7 separate regions of the Mus musculus genome follow, and regions 2, 3, 4, 5, 6 and 7 are each linked to region 1. Evidence: chromatin contacts called from public HiCAR-type and promoter capture Hi-C data. All regions are on one chromosome and are shown on one strand. Each heading gives the region's core, a stretch centred on a gene start, on an enhancer-like site or on the middle of the called end of the contact. The rest is flanking DNA. Distances are from core to core; before and after follow the strand shown.

Region 1 (3,899 bases), core at 688-3,187:
CACACACACACACACACACACACATAAATAAACTTTTTTTTTTTTAAATCAGTCTCTTGAGGCTTTTCCACAGGAACTTAAGCTTTAGCAAGCACCATCCTGATAACTCCTCGGCCTGGCCATAGACTATGGAGGATGTCTGTCTAATACTTGATGTCTAATACTTGATGATGTGCTTCACTGTAAAGAAAATAAATCTACTGAGGATTTCGGCCACTTGCCACTACTACTGTCATTATTAACAAAAGGAGGTGGCTCTTTCTAATCAGTTAGGCAGATCTCACGATGTCTGCTGTCAGCTGTCAAAGTGGTGAGTCATGGTGACACACAGATGCAGGACTGACATCTTTGTGAACTTCTTTTGGGTGTGTTGTCTGCATGTACATTTGCACCACTTGTGTGCTGGGTGCCAGCGAGTTGAAGGCCACTGTGTGGGTGCTGGGAATTAAACCTGGGTTCCCTGCAGGCTTTCTTCTTCTTCTTCTTCTTCTTCTTCTTCTTCTTCTTCTTCTTCTTCTTCTTCTTCTTCTTCTTCTCCTTCTTCTGCTATTTTTGTTCTATTTCTAAGGCTCAGTTTCCTCTTCTCACTGTCTGGTTATGACTGAATTTTTAGCTCAATGTGTGCTATTGATGAAAGTAGCTGGGGGATCGTAACAGATGAGCCTTCCTTAAGGTTCAATGAGAGCAGGACAAAGTAGATTGCATGCCTCAAGTGAGTAGTAGCAGCCCCCCCGTCCCCCTTTAATGAGCACCCTAGAAGCTATATCAGGGCACTTCACTGGTTTTCAAACAGTGTGTCCACAAACCACCTCTTGTGATAAAACTCAAACCTGGCATTTGTAACCTTCAAGTAATTCCAATCAAAAACCATATTTGAGAGCCACTTAAAAATTCACTTAATTTTCAATCTTAAAATCGTGAATGTTGTTATTCTCATTTTACAAATGAGGATCTGGAAATACCCAAGGGCTCACAGTTAATAGCTGAGTAGTAAGGGTTTAAATTCAGTTCAGACTTACATATTAAATTTTTTTATCTCACTTTACTAAAAGTGATATGTTTAACACAATTATTCTTTCCTTTCTTGTCTACCAGAATCAGTCATTTACATACAATATATGACTGTGAAGAATAGAGTCAAAAATTCATTCATTTATTAACACTTTCAAGTGACAGGTTATAAATAAATCTCTATACTTTTCATACCTAATCATCTATCTTATCTATCATTCATTTATTTATCTAATATATATCTTGATGTATATATGTATAACAGATTAGTTTTCTGACAGACTGGTGTGACACTGAAGTGTCACAAAGAAAATAAGACTCTTCACCCTATGTCTATTTAATGCTTTAAACTTCATGCCCATAAAAGCAAGGGTTTTGAATCTTCCTGATATATGGAAAACGGAAATTTCTTTCACCAATTTTCCCGGAGAAAAGCACTGGCATATTGGGGTGGCTATTTTAGTTTTTAAATAGAATATATGAACATTTTATGCAATTATGTGTCAACGTATAAGTGTATAAATAAGTAACATATCTAAGTTCATGTGGCATAGCAACATTATAGATGGTATAATATTAAGTAGGCACAATTAATCAAAGATTTTAAATACACTGGGAAATGCTTGCAAAGCCTAAGGGGACCTAAGCAGCCTATTTAGCCACTGCTTCCCGCTGTTCAACTAGCTTTCCCAGACGCTCCCGCCCCTCCCTCTCGTCCCCTGAAGCCGCGCCTCTAGTACTGGCTCCGCCTTCGCTCCTCCTTCTAATAGCCCAGTCTCAAAGCACTGGACCCCGCCCCTCCGCGCCTGCTCAGTTTTTCCCTCCTAAAGCCTCGGAACCCAAACCCCAGCTCCGCCTCTCCGTTTGAAGCCCCGCCCCGCCGCGCCCCCTCACTTTCTTACCTGAAGCTCCTCCCCTCCTCCCTGGCTCGGCTCTCCCTCCTTCCATTCACCTGCAGTCCCGCCCCTCCCGGGCGGACCCGCTCGGCGCGAGGGCCTCTGGGAAGAGGCGGGGAACAATATGGCGGATGGCGAGGAGCCGTAAGTATCGGGATTTTGCCGGAGCGCCGAGTTGGGCTGGGTTGTGAGAGAGCGCGGCGGTGGGCAGTCACCGCTGCCAGCCGGGGGTCCCCCAACCCCTTCCCCGTCCCCTCGCCCCCCATACCCTTGCGGCGCCCTCTTTGGAGCTTGATGCTGACCCTTCTTTTATTCTCTCTTTCTTTTAGGGAGAAGAAAAGAAGGAGAATAGAGGAGCTGCTGGCTGAGAAGTTAGTGCTGCTGGGAGGCCGGGGTCCTCTCCGGAGACCCCCGCCTCCCCCTAATCCCAGGCCTAGGGGACCAGCCGCAGCGGGCCCGAGGGTGCTGGGAGGGGGTCACCTGGAGCAGGCCGCGCGTCCTCACCCCTGACCCCGTCCCCAGCTCGAGCCACCGGCCGGCTGCTCCCTGGCTATGCTCCTGCAAAAGCCACCCGGTACTCCCCTCTTCCTCCAACCCAAATTGTCAGAGCTGTGACCTTGTGGCAAGTGAATCCAATCTAAATCTAAATGGACACGAGGCCTGTTTTGGGTCCTTGATGAACACTGAGACAATAGTACACATAAACTTTTTATGAACACTCCGTGAATCAGGAATTGTGTTAAAACTTGTCATTTTTGCAAGGTAATTGGGTCTTAAAGGACACGGCAACTCACTTGCTCTCTCATTTACCACACAACCTGTATTAAATACTTAGTTTTTTTTGATGCCGCAGACTTTAAAATTCTTTTCATATGGCCAATCCTACGTGATTCCTCTCCCCGCCCTCCGTGGGAAGGGGGAAAAAATACTCGTGTATTGGGTGTGGTGATTCATAATTTCTGTGTCAGCTCTCAGTAGTACTTTGGTCTTTTCCATGCCCCTCCCTATGGGTGAATTTCAAATGCAAGGGCTCACCCTTTCTCACCGCTTAATTCCCAACTCAGCACGAAATAACAAAGTTTGAGCGCTTGCTGTCTGCCAAGAGCAGCCCCTAAGTTCAATACCTGATGATCTCTTTACCTCATGACCATCAGAAGTAGTTGCAGTCTACAGCTGAAGTTTCTGACAGTTAAGGAATCTTCTCAAAGCTAGAGTGTGCTTGGTTATGGCGTGAGACCCAGCATTGCATCAGAACATCAGCTATGCAATGTATGTTAGTCCCTTTTGTAAACAATTGAAATCACTAATATATTTGAAGGTAGAAACTTTGGGGTTACAGGAAAGTTATCACAACCAAACATGAATGAATCTGTGGTTATAAAGTGCATTTGAGTGTTTTGTTTTGTTTTTTAGAGAAGTCCCACTTTATTAGTTGCATGTTCTCAAAGATTTCTTGATGGTAAATAAATGCCTATCTGTGGCATAATTGTAATCTAAACATTTTTCTTGTGTGTGTGTTTTGTGACAACAAATGGACCTTAGTATTAGGAGAGGTTTGTTTGTTTTTTATTTTTAGTTTTTAAAGGAAAAAAAAATACTGGGATCCTTCTGAGGAAAGAAATGTATGATCATTGCTTTCATCCAAAGTGTTCAGTGGCTCTCATCTTTCCAACTTGGGAGGAGCCATAACTAGTGTTAGACTGAAGCACCATAGTTCTCAGAGACCCCCCTCAACCTATGCACTTGTTACTTCTACTGAAGGAACAAACGGTTGATGGAAACTCAGAGTGACTGTAAATACCAAACAGAGGGAAGTCCTTTCTCACTTAGTGTTTAGTGTTGCGACTTTGATCTGTGGGTGCCGAGGAAGCTAGGAACACAGAGGCAGAATTATTTTATCAAGTAGGTGAAGAGTGCTTCCCCATACCAGACAAGCCAAAACTGGGAAAATAGAACCACAACTCAGTTTTCCTTTTTATTTGAGCAGGTCTG
Region 2 (3,899 bases), core at 878-3,377, 2.7 Mb after region 1:
ACTACTATGGTTCCCAAACATGTCCAGAACTTTCTCCTTCTCTGCTTTAGCTTAGGTTTTTCTCGAAATCTGGAATGGCCTTCTTACCACCTAATTCTCCCCCCTTTAAACCCCACAGACACACATATCCCTGCCAAAAATCCCATCTGCTGGTTTGACAGCAACCAAATGCTATTCCTCATAGAGCTATCCCCAACCTTCCAGTTAAGAATAAAAGGCTACCTCCTCTATTCCTCTCATAACTATATTTATATATTCCTTTATACTACCAATCATGTGTGGTAATGCAAGAGTCTTCGGAGTACAAGTCAGGTCAGTCACCTTCAACTTGTCTAACAACTAACCCAGCATCTCTGACACTGCAGGGTTTCCCAATCAACCATAAGATGATAACATTTCTAGGCGTTCGTTCCCCCAATCACAGTGGTACTTATACCCTGGGACACTTCTCTAAAAGCCAATTCATCATCGCCTCCTAACAGGAGGGCTGTAGGATTCAATCTGTTCAACGAGGCTGCTCTTAAGAATGAAAAGGTGGCTGTCGAATTGGGCTTGAGTATTCTTCCATTCCTTCAGAAATTCTCTCAGGTTAAATTATGGCCTCAGAGCACAGGTCTGTTATCAGACAGAGCTAGCTGGCATGAGCTCACTTCTTGGGAGAGCCTTGGATCTTCTTAGAAAACGATTTCATTTCTATTTCTTCATGTACAAAATGGGGGAAAGAGCACCTGTGCTTTCAGAGCTTTGGAGAAGTAAATAACAGTAAATGAAAATTAAATACAATGAAATGAGCCTGGGTGCGATGTGCTATGTGCTTGTGCTCGTGCACATATGTGTGTGTGTGTGTGTGTGTGTGTGTGTGTGTGTGTGTGTGCAGCCCAACCTTGAGTCAGAAGTCTTTCTCATTGTCTCTCCTCTTTCTTCACTGAAGCAAAGGATCTAGAGATCACTAAAGGTTAGTCTAGCTCACCAGCTTGCTCCAGGGATCCCTTGTCTCCACCTTCTGAGCACCGGAATTACACATGGGCCACCAGACCCACCCAACATTTCCCAGGGTTCTGGGAACTGAACTACAGATGCTATAACTACTGAGCCATCTCCCCAAACACAAATGAATCTCATATATTTAGGATGCCTGGCCCATAACCTGTTATCACCTCTTCCCATAATGTCCTGAACCTAGTCCACCTGTCACTTACCCGAGCAGTCACTTCTGTACTGTCTCCTACATCTAACTCTTATGGGCAGGTTTCTCTTGTTCAACACTCTATCTCCAACCCTTCCATCAGAGCAGTAGCTAGTTCTGTAAACAAATGCCCCTGGGCTTCTATTTGCCCTTAGCAGGAGCATTTTAAAAATGAAGGTATTTCTTGTCTGCTTCTGTTCACTCTTCCAGAATAAAATCAAAGTTAACCAGTCTCTCTTACATCTGCTAAATCTATTATCTCCTGCTAGACCTGCTGTTATAGGCCCCTCAAAAAGCACTGGTTCTCATAAATCGACAGAATTAGCCAATAAACCATCGACTCCACAACACCACTACTTATGCTCAGTATTTCTTCAAAGCCTAAACGTGGAGAAAAATGAGCAGATTACTAGGAACTAAATGTGTAGAAACTTCAAAAAGACAAGCTAGTATCTTGGATGGATGGGTCGTAAGTGTTTTCCTGAATAGTGTGTATTTGCATGTTTAATTCCCAAGTTCAGGTGAATATGGTGTACAAGGGAAGTCTTAATTTACTGAAGCCTTCAGTAAATAAGACAATGTGTCAAGCATACCTCATCTCTAAAAGCCCATCAGAAGCCACCAAGCCTTGAGAACAGACTTCCCAGACGTCTCTAGGCTTGGTCCTAGATCTAGCAGCCAGTGACCTGAGGACAGACCGACCACTGCTTAAACCCGGAAGAAAGCGGCAGTGCAGAGAAGCCGCCACAGCTCCCACGCAGCCTGCACCCAGCAGCCCACCCCTACCCGGTACTCACCACCAGCGAGGCCGTGAAGCCCGGCGCGTCCATGGTCTCCCAACGCCGCCAAGGTTAAAAATCACAAGCTGGGCAAAAGCAGGTGCTGACTTAAAGAGCTGGGCGCCGCCATGTTGGGGCGGGATATGGAGCAACTACTTCCGGGGCAGAACTCGTGACGTCACACCACAACAAAAGCACGTGCGTCGCTCGGTGCTGGTCGCTGAGCCTTTCCTGGAGGACCCTGGGGTTTGGAGCTTCTCCGGCTTCCTGTCCTTCAGCAGCCGGCTCCGGAGGCGCTAGGCAAGAGCCTCGCACAAGCCTGTGGCCCCGGATGGGATCTACGAAAGACCCCGGAGGAGAGACCAGAGCTGGCAGGACTGGGACCAGGCGGCACTGCCTGTACCTGAAGGCCAGCCCTGTGGTTTCCTACTCACAATCCAAGTCCGTTATTCCTTCGCTTTATCTGTGCAGGCTGGCTGGATTTCTGTTGATCCAATTCCAGAAAGAAAGAAAAAAAATGTTAAACAAAAATACGTTTTTATTACCAAAAAAAAAAAAAAAGTATTCTCCATTTGTACTGACGTTTATTTCTCTTTAAATTAATGTACTTAAAGTAGGAGAGTGATCACTAGAGACTACGAAGGGAAGAAGGATGGAGGTAGCTGCTATCAAAATACAATTAGTTAGGGCCAGTGAGATAGCTTAGTAGGTAAAGGCGCTTGCCTCCAATTCTGGAGGTGACAACTAACAAATTCCTATTAGATAGGGCGAGTGAGATGGTTCTGCAGGTAAAAGCTCTTGCCACCAACCCTGCAACCTGAGTTCACTCCCTGGGACCCATAGGGTGAAAGAGACAACCAGTTCCCACAAGCTGTCTCCCAATGTCTGTGGACATACCTAATATTTATTGTATATCATATATTTTGCATATTATATTTTATTACATATTAATATGTTGATAGTGAAATAAATAGAATTTAATACTTAAAAAAATACAGCTTAATAGTGAGTGTAACTCAATGGTAGAATATGTGTTTACCTAGCAGGGCCCTCGTGTAGATGGAGGAAGACAGGAAGAATAAGTACCATTGCTCTGCAGGACAGTAGGATTGCTAGTTTACAATTTACTTACGTGTGTGTGTGTGTGTGTGTGTGTGTGTGTATTTCAGTTGGTATTTGAGTTTCACTGTAGCCTATGATAGGCTAGAACTGGCAATGTAGTTATGTAGTTCTGGTGACCTCAAACTCATAACAATTGTCCTGCCTCTGCCTCCCAAATGTTGGAATTACAGATGTGAGCCATTACACTTGGATAATAATTTGGGTTTTCTTTCTAGGGTCTTGAACATGCAAGGGCAGTATAGATGTAGCCACAAAGGCTACATATATAGTTCCACCTACCTAGTCACTGTTATATATTTTTATAGAGAACTAAAAGAAAATAGAAAATTTCAAAGATGACCCACAAAGAAATGATATTTAAGGAATTATACATGCTAATGGCTGACTTAGCCATTTCACATCGTGTGGGTGTATTGAATTATCACCCACTACCCTAATAAATTTGTACAATCACTGTGTCAGTAAAAAATAAAGTGGCATAAAAAAATGACTTGCTTTGATAGTTGATTATTCATCTTGCTCACTGTGAAGGCAACGTGTGCTCTTGGATGAACATGTCATTAACTATTTAGCAAGTTTCTTGGAGTAGACTTGTCTTCCCATTTACTGGACAATACCTTCTAACCTCCGCATGCATGAAGGGCCTACTACATCTCAGGTAGCAGGTATGTTGTAGAACTAAGTGACTAGTGGACTTTTTAACCTCCAGTAATCTTGTGTGAGCCACAGAGGATAATCCTGACTCACTCAGTCAATTTATTGGAGACCTGATTGACAACTGCAGAAACCGTTTCTGTAATATAGAGCAACGT
Region 3 (3,899 bases), core at 422-2,921, 2.6 Mb after region 1:
GCGTGGATAGTGGGACAGGAGCACAGGACAGCTATCTGGTGGTGACGAAACATTCCCAAGCCCAGGCTGCCACTGAGTGAAGCATGTGAAGCCAGTCGGTCATCTGTGCACCCACTGTCTCTGCTCTCCAGCTGCCCAGCAGGGCTAAGCAGCTACAACAGAGAGGTCAGGCATGCAAAGCCTAAAAGGCCGTCTGACCTGCTGCGTAGAGAGCTTAGCGGTACCTGTGCAACATCCCCATCTTACATGAGGCAGCCAGGCTGGAAGACTGTGAAAACTCACAAGCCATGAGATGAGCATGTGCCCTAGACATGAAAATAACAGCTCACTAAAACCAGCTTAAAAGGAACAGATATTTCAAAGAGGAATAACCATGCTATAAATACAGTCAAATTATTTTCAGAAAATAGGAAGAAAAAGCTACGACATGAAGTAATGCAGATCACACTACTGTAACAAGAAAGCTATTTTAAGTGGAAGACATTGGAGCTCTCAAAACCCTTTTATCTGTTTGAAAGAAGAGTTGACTAAAAAGAAGCCCATGGTCATAAATGCCCGGAAGCAACTCTGAAGTTTCCCTTCCTGGAGGTCACTGCCACACCATTCAGAACCCTTCAGAGGTGCCGCAGTCTAACGTTTGAATGTCACTAATCTTTCCAAACTCATCTGCTGGTCCACACATATGCCACACCTATCCTTACTCTACAGGATGTCTGCTTTTCCACAAGAGGCCCCTGTTCTTCTGCAGCCATACTTGAGACAGCAGGTTTTACAAACCCAATATAACCCCACTCCAGTTACACTGTTAATGATCTTGTACACACAAATTTAATCTGTTTTGGTTTTGTTTTGTTTTGTTTTTGGTGTGTGTGGGGGGGTCCTAGCTAATCTGTTTTTCCCCCTTGCTAATACATGAGTTTTTTTTTTTAAAAAAAGGTTTTTCATGGACATGAAATATAAGGTAAATAAAATTGGGGTTATAAATGAACATTGGTAACTAATAAAGAATATTACTTTAGCTCTTTATATTATTTCTTCTTACACCAGAATATTTTCATTAATGCAATCTCGATTTTTAAACATGAAGTTAATGAGTTGAGGCCTGGTCACAGCAGGACATTCAAATCTGATCTGGCCTCTCATCACCCCCACACATCAGCACTTGCAACCTCTCCATCTCTCATGTCTATCTTACACATCAGAGGACAGGCACACTGACACAGAACAGCTATGAACCCTGGGCCACCAGAGAGGGAAGAAGGAAGAGACAACCATGTGTGCCTTGTCTTCAGAGAGGATGACAACGTGCTCTGATGCAAATATGATTTCAGTAGGAACTTTGCAGTTATTTTTATCATATCATGTTTGGTTATTTTGAAATTGATGTTTTGATGCAGTATAAACAATAATAATTCAAAAAGAGAACAAAAAGGATCCCTGAGGGAAATCCATGCCTATTTCATAAAACTTGACAAGGAATGAATTTATTATGAAGTTTCACCAAAATGGTTTATTGATAAGTGTTTTCCAATTATGAACAGGCACTCCCAGAAAACTGACATGCAGAAAGAAAAAAATCCAAATTGTTACTGATAAATTACTTAACACAGGCTGAGGGCTGAGCTACAAAGTGGCTCAGAGGTTAGTCGTGGCAGATGTATAAAACTTTAAATTCTAAGTCAACACTCATTTGCCAACCCTTATTTGTTATTAAAACCACATGTTGGCACTAAGTCATTTTATGGTTCATTTGAAATAAACATGCAGAAAATTATGGGAAACAAATAGAGCCACAGCAGTCTGTTAAAGCAAGACACTCACTCCAATACACCCTCTGTCACCAGGCTTTGGAATGCCATCACTAAAAAGTGCATCTGTGGTGGAAGGGGGTGTGCTGAGAAAACTGCTTTGTAGCAGTGAGATCAGAATTGTAGCCGACTGCCTATTTTTATTCCAGAAATGGAAAAACATGGATCTCAATGAGAAAATGTATTATAACACTTTAACAAAACTAAAATGTGCATTAAGCTGGTGAGTTAATATTAATGCAGAGAATTCCCTTCTAAAAGATTCTCTGCCATATCTTCATGGCAAATACAGATCATCTCAAAATGCCCCACCCCTTCCCACAACCACCTTCATAGTTTATCGGTGACAATACAAACCCTGTAAGCCAGTGTGCCTGGTTCATTTTGGTCCAGGTGTTTGAGAGACAGGATGTCTGCTGACAGGACTCTCAGCTGGGATGCAACCCAGCAAACCAGCATGACTCCAGAGGGTCTGGGGCTGAAGAGTGCCTTCCAACCAGGACAACAGCCAAATGAGCCAAGGTCTAGAATTTCCTAGGGTGCTATAAGGACCAGCAAAGGACTCCAAGTGGAGAAACTTGGCAGCTGCAGAACCACCTGCAGGCCTGGTTCATACACAGGTGCAGGATCCTATGTGATTCCACTTTAGGCAGGGCCTGAGAATGTGTCTTCCTTGTCAATGCCAGTGGACGTGCTCTTTGTGCAAAGACCACACTTGCACAAAGTGTGTCCACTGTGAAAGGCAGACGATTATGATCTATTTGAAAAGCCCTAGGAAGGTTAACTGGCAGTATATGCTGGCATTCATCTAAAGTAAGCTGGGTGTGCGGTGCACACCTGCAATGGTGGCGCTTGGGAGAGGAGGAAGGGGGTCAGGAGCTACCTCACCTCAGAGGGTCTGAGACCATCCTGGGCTAAAGAAGAGCCTGTCTTCTTTAAATAAATGTAAAAATGTTTGCCCTTCCCTACAGAAGCTTTCTACCACTTTGTTCCTATGTTTAAGGTGATCTTCTCATGGTTCCTGACTGCTGAGGTAAAAGTGACCAGTGCTGACATACAAATCCCTACAGTGAGGACAGAACACAGTGAGGACAGCTGGGGTCACACTGGACTCAGAAGCTTCCACACAGCAAAGAAAACTATTAGAAAAGGAAAAGAACTGTGAAGACAGTTTTGGAAGCCATACATCTGATAAGAGGCTGATGCCGTTGTCCATGGAGTGTGCAGTACCACACACCTAGACCTTGTATGCCAGGTACGCCAGACCACTGAGCTTCAATGCCACTGCCTGTTTTGTTCCCGGTGTTGTTTGTTGTATTGTTCCTATGTTGCTGCTACCAGTGGGAATACATTTGTTTGGTTTCATTTGTTGTTTTTCTCTTTTCTTGAGATAGTGTGTCACTATGTAGCCGGGACGGTTTTGGCGTCTCAATCCCCCTGCTGTCTCCTGAGTGTGATGATTACAGGCCGGTGTCACCATGCACAGCACTAATTAAAAGGGGCAAACACAGGGCTGGAGATTCGGCTTAGAGGGCACTCGTTGCTCTTGAAGAGAACTGGAGATTTGGTTCTCAGCACTCACATCTTGGACCACTGCTCACAGCTGCCTCTAACTCCAGCTCCAGGAGACCTGACACCCTCTTCAGGCCTCCACCAGCATCTACACATATATACACATAAATAAACAAAGTAAAAATATAAAAATATTTTAAAAGAGTTATTTGTGTTATTTTGTGTGCCTGTGAAGGCCAGAAGAGAGGACCAGATCCCCAGGAATTGGAGTTACAGACCATTCTGAGCCACTGGGTGGATGATGGAAATCAAACCTTGATCTTCTGCAAGAGCATCAAATGCTCTTAACTGCTGAGAGATCCAGACACCAAAAAAGGTAAAATAAGAAAATATGAACACAGCAGGCAAGTTCTATGGCACAGCACAAAAATATCTAATTTATGAATCACTTGAAAGAACAAGAACTTCAGCCTAAAGAGATAAAGAATGTGTCCAGGAAAACCATAGGGGAAAACATCCCAACTTAAGAAAGAGATGAACATCCAGACTCGAGAGGCATTCAGAACAAACAGGCAAGCC
Region 4 (3,899 bases), core at 486-2,985, 2.6 Mb after region 1:
ATTTGGAAACCCTGTACCCGTGAGCTATAAAACACTTGTCTTCCTCACATCCAGGGCTGTTCTCTAAAATTCCAATTTAGGGTGAGACAGCTGGCTGGCCAATCCTGGGTGCACCTCTAAAATAAAGCTTGCTTTAGTTTGCTCTTTCCTCTTACAGTGCTCAGGTTTAACAATAAAAGCAAAGCAGTAGGGCACAGGCTGGCTCTCATGGACTTGGCACTTATAGATTAAGGCTGCTGTATCTGTTGGGAGGCTCCTGGGAGGGCCCTAGGAGCTCAGTAACAACTGGTCAGTGTCTTCTTTTCCTAAGGAACAACATCTACCTGCAGAGAAAGACAGAGAAAACAGATAATCATCATACAAGGGCCGGGTACTGTCTGAGTCCCTTCATGTTGCTGATGTGTGCATGACAGGAAAGACTCTCAGATAACGAGTCATTTGACCCAAGGTTGCTTACCCTGTCTGTGGTAGCAGAGTATGGCATAGAGAAAGAGGCATCAGAGGTTAACAAAAGAGCCAAAGCCAGTTGGCAAAGCCACTGGGAACCCCTCCCCACCTGGCTATATGAAACAAAAGTTGAAGCAAAAGCCCACAAATTCTTCAAGAGAAGGTGGGTGTGATGGGCATGACCTGCATAGGGTCTCCAGGCTTAGGGCAAGAAGCTTTGACAAAAGTCTCAGTCCTGTCCCAGCTGTCTAGCCCACTCCCATCTTAGGAGTGCCTTTCTCTTCCTTAATATACTTTCCCTATCTCTATAACTGTCTGTGTGTCCCTATTGTAATCTTTGTTCTATGACTCAAGAATTTGGAAATCTCAGCGGCTACCCTGTGGACTCTGACCCACAACTCTAATATTAGACTTGCGTTCTTACCCCTCCTGGAAGTGGGTGTGATTTAGCACTGTTCAGCTAGCAGAGTGAGACCCTGAGGCACTCAGGGGTACTTGCAGGACGACTAGGACATGGCTAGCTTTATTTGGGGGCCAATTTGCCTTTCTGTCTTTTTTTCTTTGTCAGCGAGTGGGCTGTTAGGCAAGCCAGCAAGCTTCTGTTGAAAGGCCCGAGAAGGACCTGTGGACTCAGAACTGCAGTCTCATTGGATGCTGGGTACCACCAGTGAGCCTGGAAATAGAAAACTATCTACTTTTACACAGTGATCAGTCCTGTGTCCCGGCAGCTTCCCGGGGACTCTGCAGTGCAGACGTCCTTTTGCCCCCAGTTGAAGTGAGCCTTTCTCTGGGAAAGGAGCCCATGTGGCCTGCCTCCTAGAGAGCCTGCCAAATTACACACAGTCATGACTGGTCATTTTCCTTCTCTCCCCCCTCCCCTGTCTTTGAGAGTGGGGGTGGTGGTAAGCCAGGGAGATGAGAGGTACATCTGCAAGTTATTTGCTGAGAAAGTGAAGGGAACACCAGCTGCAGAGCTGGGGAGCCCAGGCAGGGGGGCGCTTGCCGAATACCAACTTGGTCATGGAGGTCCCTGCCTTTTTGGGAACTGAGCAGCTGAAGTTGTGCTGATATTAGTTAGGCCTTTGGGTGGTTCTCTCCCTCCCCTCTCCCATCTCTCCCTTTGTTCCTCCCCTTTCTCTCCCTCTCTCAATATAGTACAGGATCCAGAGGGAATACAGGCTGCTTGATGCTTGAGAAACCAGGAAGACTTGGAGGGGAGGAGCCACTCCTTGCAGCAGCGGGCTCTGAACACCCCCCAGGGCTCCGGGACTTGCAGCTTGGAAGCAGAGCTGCTCTGGTTGCACAACCTCCCGTGTGAAAGGGGCTGGCTCCTGCCCACACCAGCAGACTCATTCCAACTGGGCCATTTCCTTCTCCCCTCCTCCCCCTCCCCACTTCCTGCAGGTGGCTTCTCTAATCCAGTTAGCACTTGGGGAAGCCTCCTGTGCCTGTGCACCTAATCCGAAAATGGCTGGCTTGACTTTGACCTGCAGCGTGACCTTGCAAAGAAGGCTGGACCTATTGTGTCTGCTCACACCTGGGAGCCATTTTCAGCTGTCCTAGTGCAAGTGAGAGAAATGTGTTCGTGTTTATACCAGGCAGGCCTTTCTTTCATAAGGCCTGTCATTGTTGGGCAGTATATATGGAATGTAGAATCAACCCACTTGTGCAGAGGTTGACAGTTTGTCAAGATAGGCTACATCGCTTGGTATATTGACAGGCATATGAAATAAACTTTTTTTTCTTTTAAATTAAAAAATGGCCAGATGTTATTCTTCCACCTTTTCACATATAAGACATTGATAGCAGGTTTGGTGTGTCGTCCTGTGTACGTTCTGAGATCCAATTCTGTAGCCCAGTGAGATTGCGAAAAGCACAGGAAGGCAGGTATCTTCCCCGAGGTTCCTTTTCTCTGCTTCTCAAGCTGGCTGCTCACTTTGTTCTGGAATCTGTGGTCTGGGAGCTTAGGAGGGTTAATACAACTTGATATGCCAAATCCTGAGCTGACATATCAAGTTGTATTAGGTGTGAGACCCCTCGGGGTGTGGGGCAAGATGCGGTCTGTCCAGGTAGTGTTTGCTTTGCAAGCATTCTGTCAGCCTCAGGTGAGCTCATTTGGTATCATTCTCATTAAAGATTGCAAATCCTTGGAAAGGCTTCCTGCCTCTGCACTTCAGGCTAGTCCTCCCCATCCTCTCACTCACATAGCTGCTGCTGCTTCTGGTGGTGGTGGTGGGGCGTTTATGGCTGTCTACTCCTAAGAGCACATCCAGGGACGTGATCCTGCTGCCAAGCCTCTGCAGAGCCCCAGCCCCCTTTGTGGTAATGCCAGCAGAGTTGCCCACAATGGGGACCTGCCCTTGAAGACATGACTCTAGGGCAGATTCCGGAGTACTCTCCTCACTTCCTGGATGTATTTCAAACCCAAACAGCTGAGGCAAAGGTGCCAATTTGTGGTTTCTCTTCCCAGCTTCTTAACTGGGTGCTGAGTGTGGGGAGGCTGCAGCACTGGCACCCTGGGCCCTGTCTCCAGTGCCAGCAGCCTCTGCACAGCTGCTTGGGACAGAGCCTTGGGGGATAAAAAGGTACTTTCCCTGGGAGAGCTGCCGGGGAGTCACTTCTGGACCACGTGGCTCTGGGGTGAAGGTGAATAGGATCTCCTTGCTTCCTACCATCTCCTGTAGCTTCAGGTTGCGGTGAGGTGGCTCTTGCTTTGTTGCTGTGCTCTGAGACTATTGCTTTCCTTTACCTGAAATCAGGAGGCCTGGAATTACATAGTCTGTCTGCCTGGAATTGATCTTACTTGCAGGAATTCCTTCTGAATGATCTCTTGTAAACCTGTTGGAGTTCAGAGACTGTGTGTGTGTGTGTGTGTGTGTGTGCGCGCGCGCGTGTGCGCATGCTCATTCTTGACTTTCTGTTATATTAGTTCCTTCATTGGAAGCTGTGGAGTATAGCTCTCTTACTCCACCAGGCCTTCTGGTAGCTGTGACTGTCCTGGCATTTTGTTCTTGTTACACGTTTTACTTTGGTACCTTAAAGTAAATTGTTGATTGACAAGTGGCTGTGAGAAATAGAAATTCTCTGAATAGCTTTAGCTCCATTTCCTCTGTGGTGCAATCTTGTAAAATTTCACAACCAGGACATTCATATCATATAGTCAAGTCCTAGAACGTATCCATCCCCACTAAAGGCCCTCCTCCTGCATGGCCACACCCACTGCCTTCCTTGTAACGTGTTCTGAAGAGGAAACGGACTGGACAGCACAGTCTGTTGGGATTGGTCCTTCTGTTGAGTGTGATTCCCTGGAGGTTGGTGGGGTTTGTGTGTTGATACTTTGTTCCTTTCTGCTACCAGGTTGGGTCTAATCTTTCACCACTGAAGGACACCTGTGGTCCTTCCAGGCTTTGATTGTTCTGAGAAAGACTGCTGTGACCAATCATCTTCAGCCT
Region 5 (3,899 bases), core at 609-3,108, 2.5 Mb after region 1:
AAGGAGACCTGTTTCTCCTTATCCAGTTGGAAGGTGTATGCTAATGTGGACTGCATGTGTAGCACATATGTTCCTGCTCATGCGTGCATGTGCACACAGATACTAGTTGGAGCTTTCCTGTTAAGATTTCTGAGGTATTACATTTGGCTTAATTTATGCACGTGTGGACACTGCTTCACCATCACTTCTGAGATATACAGAAAATGGGAGAGAAACCCAACAGCATTGCTCTATAGTGTAGGCAATCAGGAGAAAGGGAAGGCTGGTGTAAGGATGAAAAGAATGGCAAACAAAGCCGGGCATGCTGCACACACCTGTAATGCCAGTTGTTCCAGAAGACTGAAACAGGAGCATAATAAGGTTGAGGGAGTCTGGGCTACATGATGAGACTCAAACAATCAAAAAAGAAGGAAGAAAGAAGGCAAGGAAAGAAAGAGACAGAAAGCACAGACAGCTAGGCAACAATCACCTGACTACTAAATACAGGTCCAATTTTGGTTTAAAAAAAAAGCAAAACTTGAGGGACAGCCACGTTTAGCATCAAATCGTATTTCTTGAATATGTCAAACATGTAATGAAATCCCTTTAACTGTTCGGTGTTTTTCTTCCCGATGAACAGCGTTCCTACTCCCTTTCTATAAAGCCTAAGTTAGATTTAACCGTGCTGGAACAAATGTTTTCCAGAAGACTCCAGCGCCTTAGTTTCCCTGACCCTGTGTGCAGTTCGGACATCAGCAAGTCAAACCGCCCAGAGGCGGCAGATATGTATTACAGTGCTAATCTCTTCCCCCCGCCCCCCCGCCCCACTCCATTAAGTGTGTGTGTGTTCGCGCGCGTGTGCTCGCCTATGTCCAAGCACTGTTTCACATGGCGGCTATCAATCTATTCTGATCCGTGTTTGCCAAACTAACAGGTTCTCTCTCTCTCTCTCTCTCTCTCTCTCTCTCTCTCTCTCTCTCTCTCTCTCTCTCCTCTCTCCCTCCCCCCACCTCTCTCACTGTCTATAAAGAGCACGTCACGGATAATTTCTTGGAAATTGTATTTTAAAGGCACTGATTTTCAATAACAAAACACACCACCACAGCAACCCCCTTTATCCAAGTCCAGAGCACTTCCCGAACTATCCTTCAACTAACTAGGGGCGGGGAAGTGGGCGTGCCCTCAAGATTCAATTTCTGCAGCACACAGTCATTTCGGTAGTCAAGGACACATTTCTGGATTAAAGATATCAAGAAGAACGAGTGTGGAGCACAGATGGGAAAGGGGGCCCCACCTCTGAGGAAATAGCTGAGAAACTCATGAAAGCAAGTTTTAAATCTTTTTTTTTTTTCTTTTGCAAGGCACCTGAAAAAGGGTGCTCGTTTGCTGTAAATCCACCATGATGTTTTTAGTTTAGGAGAGCAGAATAAACCTTGGGTCCAGATAGCTCCCAAACCCGTGGATTACAAACTTTCTCTCTTCTCCTAGGCTCAATGGACCGAAGCTTAGGCCACTTTTCCAGATTCTGGTACTTGGTAGCCAAAACCCTACAAGTCTCCTTTAAGAGGAGGCAGCACGCCTCTCCTTTTCCCCGCCCCGTCCCCGCCTTTCACACCTTGGGTGGGAAAAGCGAGCGGAGGCGGGACCTCAGGGAGCGAGCGCTCTTATGGGTTAGGACGCCAAAAAGGCGCTCCAGGAGCCAATGAGCAACGGGCAGGGCGGGGCGTAATGCTGTAGCCCTGCAGCCAACGTGGGCCGATCTGCGCCCCGGGGCCCCATCGGAGGGGTGTGTGAGGGCGAGCAGCCGGGGCGGGGCCTGGGGCCGCGGGGCTGGACCGCGGAGCGGCTGGCCGCTGATTGTTCGCAGCGCTGAGGCACGGTGCGCTCCGGCCGCTCCGGGACGGGCAGGCGCGTGGGGTCCACGGCTATCATCAGCTCAGCGCCCTCAGTGAGATGCCCGCCCGCGCCACGCGCAGAGGCCGAGGCTAAGCGTTTTCAGTCCTCAGAGGCGGCGGCTCTCGGCGTGCGCCCGAGCTCTGAAGGCGACTCTCAGCGCGGCGGGAAGGACGAGCAGCGGCGGCCGGGCACTCACTGCGGGACTCCACAGAGTTCGCCGCGCGCGGGGCTCGGCCCGGATGGGCGCGGGGGTGGCGGTCCCCGCAGGGTGCTGCGAAGCGGCCCGGGCAGAGCGTGCCGGCTGAGCGCCGCGGCCCCGGAGCCGACTGGAGTCGGGCGTCCATGTCCCGGCGCGGAGCCTAGCTCCGAGCGCAGCCCGCGCCCGCGGCCGCCCGCACCTCGCAGCCCTCGCTCCCCGGCTTCGCGGCGCGTTCCAGACAAGATGGCGCGGCCCGGTCCGGGAGTGCTCGGAGCCCCGCGCCTTGCGCCTCGCCTTCTGCTCTGGCTGCTCTTGCTGCTACTGCAATGGCCGGAGTCAGCGGGCGCCCAGGCTGGCCCGCGGGCCCCCTGCGCGGCCGCCTGCACTTGCGCCGGGGACTCGCTGGACTGCAGTGGGCGCGGGCTGGCGACGCTGCCCCGGGACCTGCCCTCCTGGACGCGCAGCCTGTGAGTATCGCCTTTGCCTCTCGTCCGGGCGCTGTCACTAAGACGGGGCTGCTGGTGTGCTCAGCCGGAGAGGGTGCGGAGTGCGCTCTGTGGGCTGGGGAGACTTGTGGGTGGCCGAGTGGAGGTCACGCGTGGGAGCTCGGGAGAGAGGACTCTGCTTCTGGGGTTTGAAGGTGAGCGTGATTCTGGAGGAGCCTGCCTTGCGGCGAGCGTGTGTTGTGGAGAGGATGCAGGACATGAGTGATCCTGTAAGGGTGATCGAGTGTGCCTCGTGAAGTCTGGAAGTCAGCGAGTGTGGGCCGTGGAGGTGAGCCACCGGTTTGTGATTTGAAACTGAGTGAGAGTGCTGTGGAGCGCGAAATATGTGTGTGTGTAGAGTGGAGGTGAGCGAATTTGTGTGCATGTGAGACGGACGCAATGGCAGAGTGTAGGAGCCTGTGTTGGGATTGGGATCCATGGCTGTATCTTTTCTCCTGTGCTGTATGTAACCCAGCCCTTAGGTGTCTTGAGTTCCCTCAACTTACCTTCAGTTGGTAATGAATGACAGTGACTCACATCTCCAGGGTTCATGCTATTTATACTGTGTATTAGTGAGTATGTGTTGCAGTCTCCTGATCACCAGACAATCGTGGTGGCTTGACTTGGCATTGGCCAGGGCAAAAGGGACCCTGTCCTGAAGAAGCCAGGAGTTGAGAAGCTTTGAGACAGTTCTTGGAGATGTCTGAGTGTGGCTGTTAGCTCTTTTCCGCATGGCTGGCAAGTACAGGAACTGTGTTCCAGATCCCTTCCTGTCTGTTCCCTGGGGTCCCCTTGGGCTTGATCCACTGGGGCTGGGTCTGCTCCTACCCTCGAGTTTCTCCTCCATAAATGGCACAAGTTAGTTGTGGAGTAGTGCTACTATGGGAGAAGGTGACAGGGGGCCTGGCTAGCTCTGTCAGTTTAGGTGCACTTCTGTGCTGCTGGGATTGGGGTTCGTTGGGAACATTAGATTTCTGTAAACAAAGTGGAGTAGAATAGCATTGTTATTCTTAAAAAAAACAATACAAAACAAATAAAAAACCAAAAAAACCTAGACCTTTGAGTCGAATCTTGCTCAGCTATCAGTAATTAGCATCTCTAGAACTATTAGTACCTTCCAGAGAAAGGCCTAGCTTGAGTAGTCTGCGTCTCATTTGAGCTTTTGAATGTCTTTCCTAGGACACAGAAGTAGTACAGCAGTAGCTTCAGTCATGACATTTGCTGTTTTAAAAAGCGAAAATTGATGACACAGGCTTTAACTCACACCTGTGGCTTCATTGCAGAAAACTAGGGGCTGGGTATCTGACCGTCTTGAAGGAGAGAAGTTGATTCTTTTCTAA
Region 6 (3,899 bases), core at 447-2,946, 2.5 Mb after region 1:
TTACTAACTTGACTCCCCCTCCTGCAGTGTTTTTCAAACTATATATTACAACTCAATCATTAGTGGGATGTTGTACTGGCTAGTTTTGTGTCAACTTGACACAGGCTGGAGTTATCAGAGAGAAAGGAGCTTCAGTTGGGGAAATGCCTTCAGGAGATCCAGCTGTAAGGCATTTTCTCAATTAGTGATCAAGAGGAAAGGCCCCTTGTGGGTGGGACCATTCCTGGGCTGGTAATCTTGGTTCTATAAGAGAGCAGGCTAAGCAAGCCAGGGGAAGCAAGCCAGTAAAGATCATCCCTCCATGGCTTCTGCATCAGCTCCTGCTTTCAGACCTACTTGAGTTCCAGTCCTGACTTCCTTGGTGATGAACAGCAGTATGGAAGTGTAAGCTGAATAAACCCTTTACTCCCCAACTACTTCTTGGTCATGATGTTTGTGCAGGAATAGAAACCTGACTAAGACAGATGTGAAGCCTATTTGGTGAGCCATAACTAAAAATATTTTTAAGACACAGTCTCATGTGGCCCAAGCTGTCTTTGAACTTGTAATGTAGCCAAAGATGACTTTGAATTCCTGATCTGCCTGCCTAAAAATATTTTTAAAGGAAATAGGAGAGCATGGAAGAATAGAGAATATTTTTTTTAAAAAATCATAGTATATAACGCAGTTCATATTTCTAGTAGCTTAGACTTAAAGCCATGGGTCCTGCAGCTGGCACTGCATCTGAAGCCAGGCCTGTACTCAAGTGGTCTTGGCCACTGACCCATCTCTCCAGACCCTGAAATCTCCTTTTTTTTTTTTTTTTTTTTTTTTTTTATAAGATCTTGGGTGGTGTCCATCCTTCTGGTCAGATGACCTCCCCTGGAGACCCTGGAGGGATGCTTAAGAACTGCAGCTTAGTGGATTGCACCCAAACTAAATTCTAGGAAATTCTCGGTGGTACTACCTGCCCAGATGGTGCCTGCTCTGCTTGGAGTTCATATCTGCTCACACTGTAATGCTAATGTAGAATTCTTTTGGGGGATGTTCTATTTATTCTTTTGAGACCTTTTCACATATACTCAACTGGACAAAAACTGGTGTCTTACTTAGAACTTTTTAAGAGTCCATTCCATTTCCATGATTACCGCACGAAGTCACTACTGCCACTGCTCTTCACTACCACAAGGGGCGCTGTTGAAGACTAGTCCCCCACCACAGCTTGCGGATAGAACAGTAGAGGATAGACCCCTAGGTTATCCTTACCAGCCTAGACTCCACATGAATTTCATTGAGTATTGCTCGAGCTTTGCTGTCACAACTATCCCCCCCCGCCCCCCCCCCCCCCGTCGACACTCAAACTTCAATTTTCAGCAACACAAAGGATCCAGGGGAGTTCAGATAGCTGCACCGTAAGCCTAAACCAACTCATCTGTGTTTATTAAATCGGATCGTTAGAACCGATATCCTTAAGGTGGTTTTATTTATTTGAGCGCTGCCTTGCTCTTAGTGAAGCCCTGAGAGAAGATGCAAATTTCTAAAACCCAGAAGCTGGGGGGGGGGGGGGGGCAGATAGAAACAATTTTCGCTGGAGGACCACCTCTTCCCAGGGATCAGATCTACATAACAAAGGGCAAGGGAGCTCTTGGTACACCCCTCAAAAGAACAAAAAGATGTCCTTTACTCTTTTTTTCCAACACAATGGAGCCTATTTACCCCTTCATTTGCATGGAAAAGCCGGCTTTTTCAGGACCTTTTGCTGACTAGCACTACAGAGCCTTTCTAGGCTAATTGAATTTTTGCTTTGTCAACTCTAAACCATTCTACCCCGAGAGCTTCGAAAGTTCAGTTGGCTCCTCAGTACCCAATAGTCAGCCATAAAAGTAAGTCAATGAATTGTAGCCATACTTTTTTAAGTAAGGGGGGGGGGGGGGCTGGAGGCGTGGCACAGTGGTTGCAAGCAGCTCGAATCCCAAAAGCGCAGAAAGTAGGAAGAACAAGAATTTGCACACATTAAAGAATTGATTTTATGCAATGGCTTAGAGACATAATTCAATTGGTGGAGTGCTAGTGAACCATACATGAGGCCGTGGATTTGAGCTCTGTGACTTGCATAATCTACTGGGAAGGTGGAGGCAGGAGGATTAGAAATTCAAGAACCTCCTCTGCTTTAAAGGCCAGTCTAAAATACAGGAGGTCCCATCTCAAGTAATAGTAATAATAATAATAATAATAGATTTGCAGTGTCAGGGGTCAATCCTAGGGACTGACTTCACATGCATTAGGAAAGCATTCTACTATGGGATTAATCCCCAGGACCCCAAAACTGATTGTAAACTATGGTCTAGAATAGGCAGAGCTGCCATGAGATTGCCCACCTTCTTTAGATGTGGAGATTGCCCAAGGCAGACTGTCTAACCTCCACTGCACCTGCAGCACTGGGGACATAGCAATGCACACTGTCAATGTTTATCGAATGCACACCCTGCCCTTGGGTACTTGCCTGTCACCTTCAGATGCCACCTGTCAGCATAGATATCAACTTTTCTTCAGCTTTGCATTCGGTCCTGTTTGTAGACTTTGACGGTTCTTCTGTTTTGTCTAGTAGAACTTAAGCCCCCTGCAGGCAAAAAACACCTCTGATCCCTCTTTGGTGTCTTGGTTTGTCTTTCAGCACTGGAAACAGGAAACCTGGGACCTCAAGAAATGCACTGAGCCACAGAGCTGGTGCTCCACCCCATCCACAGAGAAAGTCTGGGTGTGAAGCTAGCATCTCCTCTATCCCAACTAACTGCTGGAAAGAGATCTTACCAAGAGGTCAGCCCTGAGCCTCCCTAATTACCTCTCAGCTGATCCAGAAAAGCACTGAAGAGCAGGGCACATTGAATAAGCAACATGATAAAAGCCAATAAGACTTTTAATTTTCATGAAAAGTTAAAAAATCAAAGTATACAGAAAGATTCAGCTACACTGGGCTGGAGAGGTGGGTCAGTGGTGAAGAGCACTGATGGCTCTTCCATAGGACCCAGGTTCAGTTCCCAGCACCCATATGGTAGGTAACAATGGTCTGTGAGTCCAGTTCCAGAGGCCCAATGCCTTCTTCTGGACCTCTTAGGTACCAGGCATATGTGTGGTACACAGACATACATGCAAGCAAAATACCCATACACATAAAATTAAAATAAATATGACTTTTAGAGAGTCGACAGCAGGAATGTTTATCGTGGTATTTATTTATAGAAGAAAAAACTTAGATACAGCTGCAAAGTCAGTGATCTTGCTGTGGTTGGATATGTTTTCGGATATCTACAAGCTCAAAGATACTTCATCATATAGAAAGAAACACTCAGTGTGGAGTGGAGGTGATGGGAAGAGCCTTCTAAAACGCTATATATAAAAATTTTGGAAAATATGCCTATACAGTGATGGCTTCTTTGAATCAACACCCTGATTCATGCATAGAAAGTAAGCATGCTGCCTCTGAGACACACACACACTACACACACACACAGACACACACACATACTACACACACACACTACACACACACACACACACACACCATACACTACATACACCCCCCACCCACACACACACCACATACACATTTCCTAAAAATGAGTTTATTTTACCAGTGCAAAAGTATCCCCTGGCAGAGGATATTTCAAGTAAGTCAGGTCAGAGGTATTTCAAGTAAGAAGAGCAAAGGAAGGAAGAGAAAAAGCTGGGAAGGGAGGGAAGGAGGGGAGGAGGAAAAGAGGGAAGAAGAAAGGAAGGAAGTAGAGAGTTAAGAGAATGTACACTGAGAATATTCCAAAAACGAATGCCAGAAAATCCTAAGCCAGTGACTCACAAAGTTGACCCGGAGCCTTCCAGCCTTTGGCACCAACAGGAAACCAGGTTAAGCGCTGTGACTCACT
Region 7 (3,899 bases), core at 863-3,362, 2.3 Mb after region 1:
TCCTGGAGAATTCCAAGGAACAATAACATGGAGAGAGCATTCACATGCAGCATTCCTGATGCCAGAGCTGTTTGGCTTTTTTGATTGCTATAGCGGTATATCTCAGCCTAGGTAGTTTATAAATGAGAGAAAAGTGGTTTTAGCTCACAGTTCTTAAGGCTGAAAAGCCCGACATCAGGTGGCTGCACCTGGGGAGGGCCTCTTTATTCAGACACAATGGTACATGCCTATAATTCCAGTACTGAGAAGGCTAAGGCAGGAGGATCACCATGAGTAGAGTTCAGCCTAGGCTTTTGTGTGAGACCCTGTGTCAAAAACATTTATACAAAAAAAGTAAAATGGTGTTAAAGAGGAGAGGCAAGTAGGTTAGTGAGTGAGGGCATTCTGGCCTTGCACACCCATTCTTAGGCTAACTACTCTGGTACCAACCAAAGGCCTCCGCAAGGCCCTACACATATGACATGCAGTCTTGGGAATCACATTAAGCTTGAGGTATAGAGGGGTCAAGGCATCTGTGCTGTATCCATCTGGAGAAATCTTCCCTCATGTTGCCTGCTTTGGTGTGCTGAGTTCCTTCTATTCAGGGAAGTGTCTTATTCCCTTCTCCAATTTACCAGTTTCTACCTGATAGAACCAATATCAAGAATATTTAAACTGAGCTTTAAGTCCTTCACACATAAAATATAAAAAGTATTACAGCTACAAGAAAGGTCCTCAACTCTCAGCCCTGACAACACTGGAGTTGGATAATTCTTCATTGAAAGTACCATCCATCATGTGGATTATGGAATGTTGATGGGCACCCTTAAGCCCCAGATGTTATGTGGTATGCGACATCACCCTCATAACCCACTGTGAGAACCATAAAGTATCCCAGATGTCTTCTAAGGGCTGAAAACATCTTGGCAGAGAACAACTGTGGAAACAATAGAACACATAGGATGTGGTTATATGTATGTGGCTATGAGTACATATATGTATATATGTGTATAGTATGTACAATATGTAATATTTCTATGTGTATATAGTACATATATGTACACATAGCCATATACATATATATGTATGATACATATACATATACAGGCGTACCATATACCTATATACATATATATCATATACATATGTATAAAGAAAGAAAGCGATGTAAAGGAACTGCTTCATACACTGTGGGGACTCTGTGCCCAGAAATCTCAGCAGCAGTTGACAGGGTAGCACAATGTTTGGATACAGTCTAGAAGCAAAAATCTCTTCTTCCTTGGGGAAAGTCAGATTTTTTTAAGATCTTAAGCTGCCTGAGTCAGGCCCACCACTAGTCATCATCTTTGCTAACTTCCCTGGATTTATGTGTCTATCACATTTGCAGTATGCATTCACAGCAATACCTAGACTGGTGCTCAACCAAGCAACTGGCTCCATGGCACAAAAGACGAACCAACCTGGCTCTGTTAAAAATGACCACTTTTGCCTGTGTAAGCTATGCTTCCAGTTCATTGTGTTTTCTCATTTCTAAGAATAGTAATACTGATAGTATAACATAAAATAATGGTGAAATATACAACTTCTTATTGCCTTTATAATTAAAGATACCTACTGTTTATACAATAATAACTTAATGATCATCATTTATTGTTCCCTCCCACATTACCATTACACTAAGTGGCTATTGTAGAGTGTCACACTCAGTTCTTATAACACTTCCATGAGGCATGAATGACTGTCCTCATTTAGAGACAAGAAAGCTGAGCATTGGAAAGATTAATCAAGTAACCCATCTATTTGGTACACAGCTGGAATTCAACCTCAGAGAGTTCTGACATTATCACCCAGTTCTCAGCTGCTCTAATTTCAAGTCCTAGCCCTAATTTTTATAACTTATCTTTTAAAAATACTTCTGTACAAACATGTAATGTAAGTTAACTTTAACATTTTTTCGAACACTAGCAATTGAACATCCCACCTATGCCCCATCTGAAGGTAACAATAATAAAGATTCTGATGTGTATATGTATCCAATTTCATTTCCACATTTATTCTACTATAAACATGAAAGGCATGAGTCATGTCCAGTTGCAGCTGGCAGTTACAGTGTGCAAGGTAAGGTTACACAAGAATCAGGACAAAGGAGGGTTTGTGCTGTGGGATCTACAGACCAACTCCAGACAGCAGCATGGCTGTGCCCATGTGTCGTCAGAGTTTGCTCTTGACTTCTGGCTTAGTGTTCCTCCACATTGTCTTCTATCCCAGTAGCCAAGACTGTCACACTATTTATTACTCAAGCCTTTTTTCAAGGGGAACAAAACTCTTTTACATAAGCCCACACTTTCCAAGTTAAACTTCTAATATCCTTAATGCACTCACACCCACCCATCCCCCACACACAGGGGGGGGACACATCGTATTCTTTTATACTATTTCATCTTCCTCTGGATTTTTATCTTCATCTAAATTCAGTGCTATATGCATTTCTACCACTTCTGCCATGAATAATGATTTGTACAACAAACCAATCTTCTTGTGTGATCAGCAGAAACAGGAGCTCAAGGTACGAGAGAGCAGTTCTCAAAGAAACAGAGATGGCATCTCACCCTGCTTATCTCTTCACTGTTTCCTAAACTGTGCTGATTCATCTATTATTGTAACCATGTTTTCATACTATTATTCTGCTCTCATGGACTAATATTTTAGAAAATACATTCACTGTGCTAACTGAAAGCTGCCCTTGAAGTTTTGTCTCTGTCATATGGAAAGCCAGTATCATTTGTTAGAGTAGGAGGTAGCTGTAAAATAAATAGCAATTATTAGTTACCTAATGTCCTTATGTAACATCTTTGGTTTGGGAAATACTGCTTTAATTGTTTGGATATACATTCCAGTGTTCCATCATTAATAGAAGCTCTGGATTCTAGAAGTATTCCCCAAGAATAATAAACTTTCTAGAAAAAGGTCCAAAAATGCAGGTTTCACAAGACTCCTGGCACCTCAGTGTGGTGAAACAGAGAAAGTGGCCGATGTACTTAGGGACACTACAGAAACATAGATTTAGAGAACAGAGGGTTATCTGGGCTCAGCCTCAGCACTGGATGGGGGATGGGGTGTATAGTATGGGGAAGTGTTGAAGGCAGAGTAGCCCATCCCTGCAAGTGGACTGTGGTGGCACAAAGGTATCTCTTCTGACCTTACTCTTATCCCAATCCCTCCACCTGCCAGGTTGCTGTAGTCAAGCAGACATTTGGTTTTTCTTAGCCGACTCTCTGTCCTAGTTTGCTTTCTGTTGCTAAAATAAGTACCATGACCCAAAGCAACTTAGGGAGGGAAGGATTCATTTCAACTTAAGCTTTATGGCCCGTCATTGAGGGGAACCAAAGCAGGAAGCCGAGCCTGGAAGCTGTGTGCAGGAACTGAAGCAGAGACCATTGAGGAATGCTGTTCACTTGACTGCTCTCCATGGCTTGTTCAGCTGCCCTTCCGATATAACCCAGGAACCCTGCCCAGAAATGGTACTGCCCACAGTGAGTCAGCCCTTCTATATATTAATTAGCAATTAAGAAAATCTTCCTAGAGATGTACCCATAGGCCAACTTGATGGAGGCAATGCCTCAACCGGGGTGCCTTCTTCCCAGGTATGTCTAGGTTTGTGACAATTTGACAAAAACTAATTATGACACTCTGTGTAACTTAGTGTCCAGAACTTAGAAGCTTAAGTCGGCTACCATTTTGCCCCTTTATCCATCTGGAGTGAGCAAGATTTGTAGAATGATGTCATGGGATCAGCTGAAAGAGGTGATTTAATCCTCTCCTGTTAGAGCTTGAGATGGGTTGAAAAATCCAAAGAGGCAGGCAGATTTCGCAAAGTGAGTTCCAGGACAGCCAGGGCTATACAGAGAAACCCTGTCTCG

Evidence for each region. Promoter capture Hi-C pulls out the DNA fragments that hold promoters and counts their contacts. HiCAR-type assays count read pairs that join an accessible place to other places.
Region 2: a promoter capture Hi-C map of pre-B cells shows a contact between it and region 1, with 7 times the contacts expected there. The contact joins the promoter of Slc25a26 here to the promoter of Uba3 in region 1. A contact is called at or near these places in 7 of 39 promoter capture datasets (the 3T3-L1 cell line, 3T3-L1-derived adipocytes, cranial neural crest and 3 more), 1 of 115 datasets of contacts at active chromatin or transcription factors (astrocytes) and 1 of 9 other capture datasets (liver).
Region 3: a contact with region 1 is called in a promoter capture Hi-C map of hippocampal neurons, with 5 times the contacts expected there. The contact joins the enhancer-like site here to the promoter of Uba3 in region 1. A contact is called at or near these places in 4 of 39 promoter capture datasets (the 3T3-L1 cell line, frontonasal cranial neural crest, hippocampal neurons and 1 more) and 1 of 115 datasets of contacts at active chromatin or transcription factors (embryonic stem cells).
Region 4: a contact with region 1 is called in a promoter capture Hi-C map of stem cell-derived epiblast-like cells, with 7 times the contacts expected there. The contact joins the enhancer-like site here to the promoter of Uba3 in region 1. A contact is called at or near these places in 7 of 39 promoter capture datasets (the 3T3-L1 cell line, 3T3-L1-derived adipocytes, cranial neural crest and 3 more).
Region 5: a promoter capture Hi-C map of liver shows a contact between it and region 1, with 4 times the contacts expected there. The contact joins the promoter of Lrig1 here to the promoter of Uba3 in region 1. A contact is called at or near these places in 10 of 39 promoter capture datasets (the 3T3-L1 cell line, the C10 cell line, cranial neural crest and 6 more), 4 of 484 Hi-C or Micro-C datasets (CD4 T cells, CD8 T cells, Th1 cells and 1 more) and 3 of 115 datasets of contacts at active chromatin or transcription factors (astrocytes, embryonic stem cells and extraembryonic endoderm stem cells).
Region 6: a HiCAR-type map of embryonic stem cells shows a contact between it and region 1, with 4 times the contacts expected there. The contact joins the enhancer-like site here to the promoter of Uba3 in region 1. A contact is called at or near these places in 4 of 39 promoter capture datasets (cranial neural crest, embryonic stem cells and stem cell-derived epiblast-like cells), 2 of 115 datasets of contacts at active chromatin or transcription factors (both in embryonic stem cells) and 1 of 9 other capture datasets (embryonic stem cells).
Region 7: a promoter capture Hi-C map of the 3T3-L1 cell line shows a contact between it and region 1, with 3 times the contacts expected there. The contact joins the enhancer-like site here to the promoter of Uba3 in region 1. A contact is called at or near these places in 6 of 39 promoter capture datasets (the 3T3-L1 cell line, frontonasal cranial neural crest, hematopoietic stem and progenitor cells and 2 more).

The regions. Positions count from the first base shown.
Region 1 is chr6:97,203,685-97,207,583 of GRCm38.p6, reverse strand. It overlaps Uba3 (ubiquitin-like modifier activating enzyme 3), which reads left to right and starts at 1,937. Exons shown (of 18, transcript NM_011666.3): 1 at 1,937-2,051; 2 at 2,237-2,278. The coding sequence starts at 2,032.
Region 2 is chr6:94,498,542-94,502,440 of GRCm38.p6, reverse strand. It overlaps Slc25a26 (solute carrier family 25 (mitochondrial carrier, phosphate carrier), member 26), which reads right to left and starts at 2,127. Exons shown (of 10, transcript NM_026255.5): 1 at 1,984-2,127. The coding sequence starts at 2,016.
Region 3 is chr6:94,559,378-94,563,276 of GRCm38.p6, reverse strand. The region is part of intron 5 of Slc25a26 (solute carrier family 25 (mitochondrial carrier, phosphate carrier), member 26); the gene reads right to left. Among named protein-coding and RNA genes, the nearest start is that of Mir7041, 45 kb to the left of the region's middle. Within about 2 kb of position 1,671, at least 1 of the 459 cell types and tissues checked has an H3K27ac peak or open chromatin away from gene starts, as enhancers often do.
Region 4 is chr6:94,645,642-94,649,540 of GRCm38.p6, reverse strand. All of the region lies in intron 3 of Lrig1 (leucine-rich repeats and immunoglobulin-like domains 1), which reads left to right. Among named protein-coding and RNA genes, the nearest start is that of Mir7041, 41 kb to the right of the region's middle. RefSeq lists an enhancer at 547-2,122. Within about 2 kb of position 1,735, at least 207 of the 459 cell types and tissues checked have an H3K27ac peak or open chromatin away from gene starts, as enhancers often do. A contact at or near this core is called in 3T3-L1-derived adipocytes, liver and stem cell-derived epiblast-like cells, where this site is marked.
Region 5 is chr6:94,698,104-94,702,002 of GRCm38.p6, reverse strand. It overlaps Lrig1 (leucine-rich repeats and immunoglobulin-like domains 1), which reads left to right and starts at 1,858. Exons shown (of 19, transcript NM_008377.2): 1 at 1,858-2,541. The coding sequence starts at 2,318.
Region 6 is chr6:94,748,543-94,752,441 of GRCm38.p6, reverse strand. No RefSeq gene overlaps it. Among named protein-coding and RNA genes, the nearest start is that of Lrig1, 50 kb to the right of the region's middle. Within about 2 kb of position 1,696, at least 24 of the 459 cell types and tissues checked have an H3K27ac peak or open chromatin away from gene starts, as enhancers often do. A contact at or near this core is called in embryonic stem cells, where this site is marked.
Region 7 is chr6:94,920,149-94,924,047 of GRCm38.p6, reverse strand. No RefSeq gene overlaps it. Among named protein-coding and RNA genes, the nearest start is that of 4930511E03Rik, 22 kb to the left of the region's middle. Within about 2 kb of position 2,112, at least 46 of the 459 cell types and tissues checked have an H3K27ac peak or open chromatin away from gene starts, as enhancers often do.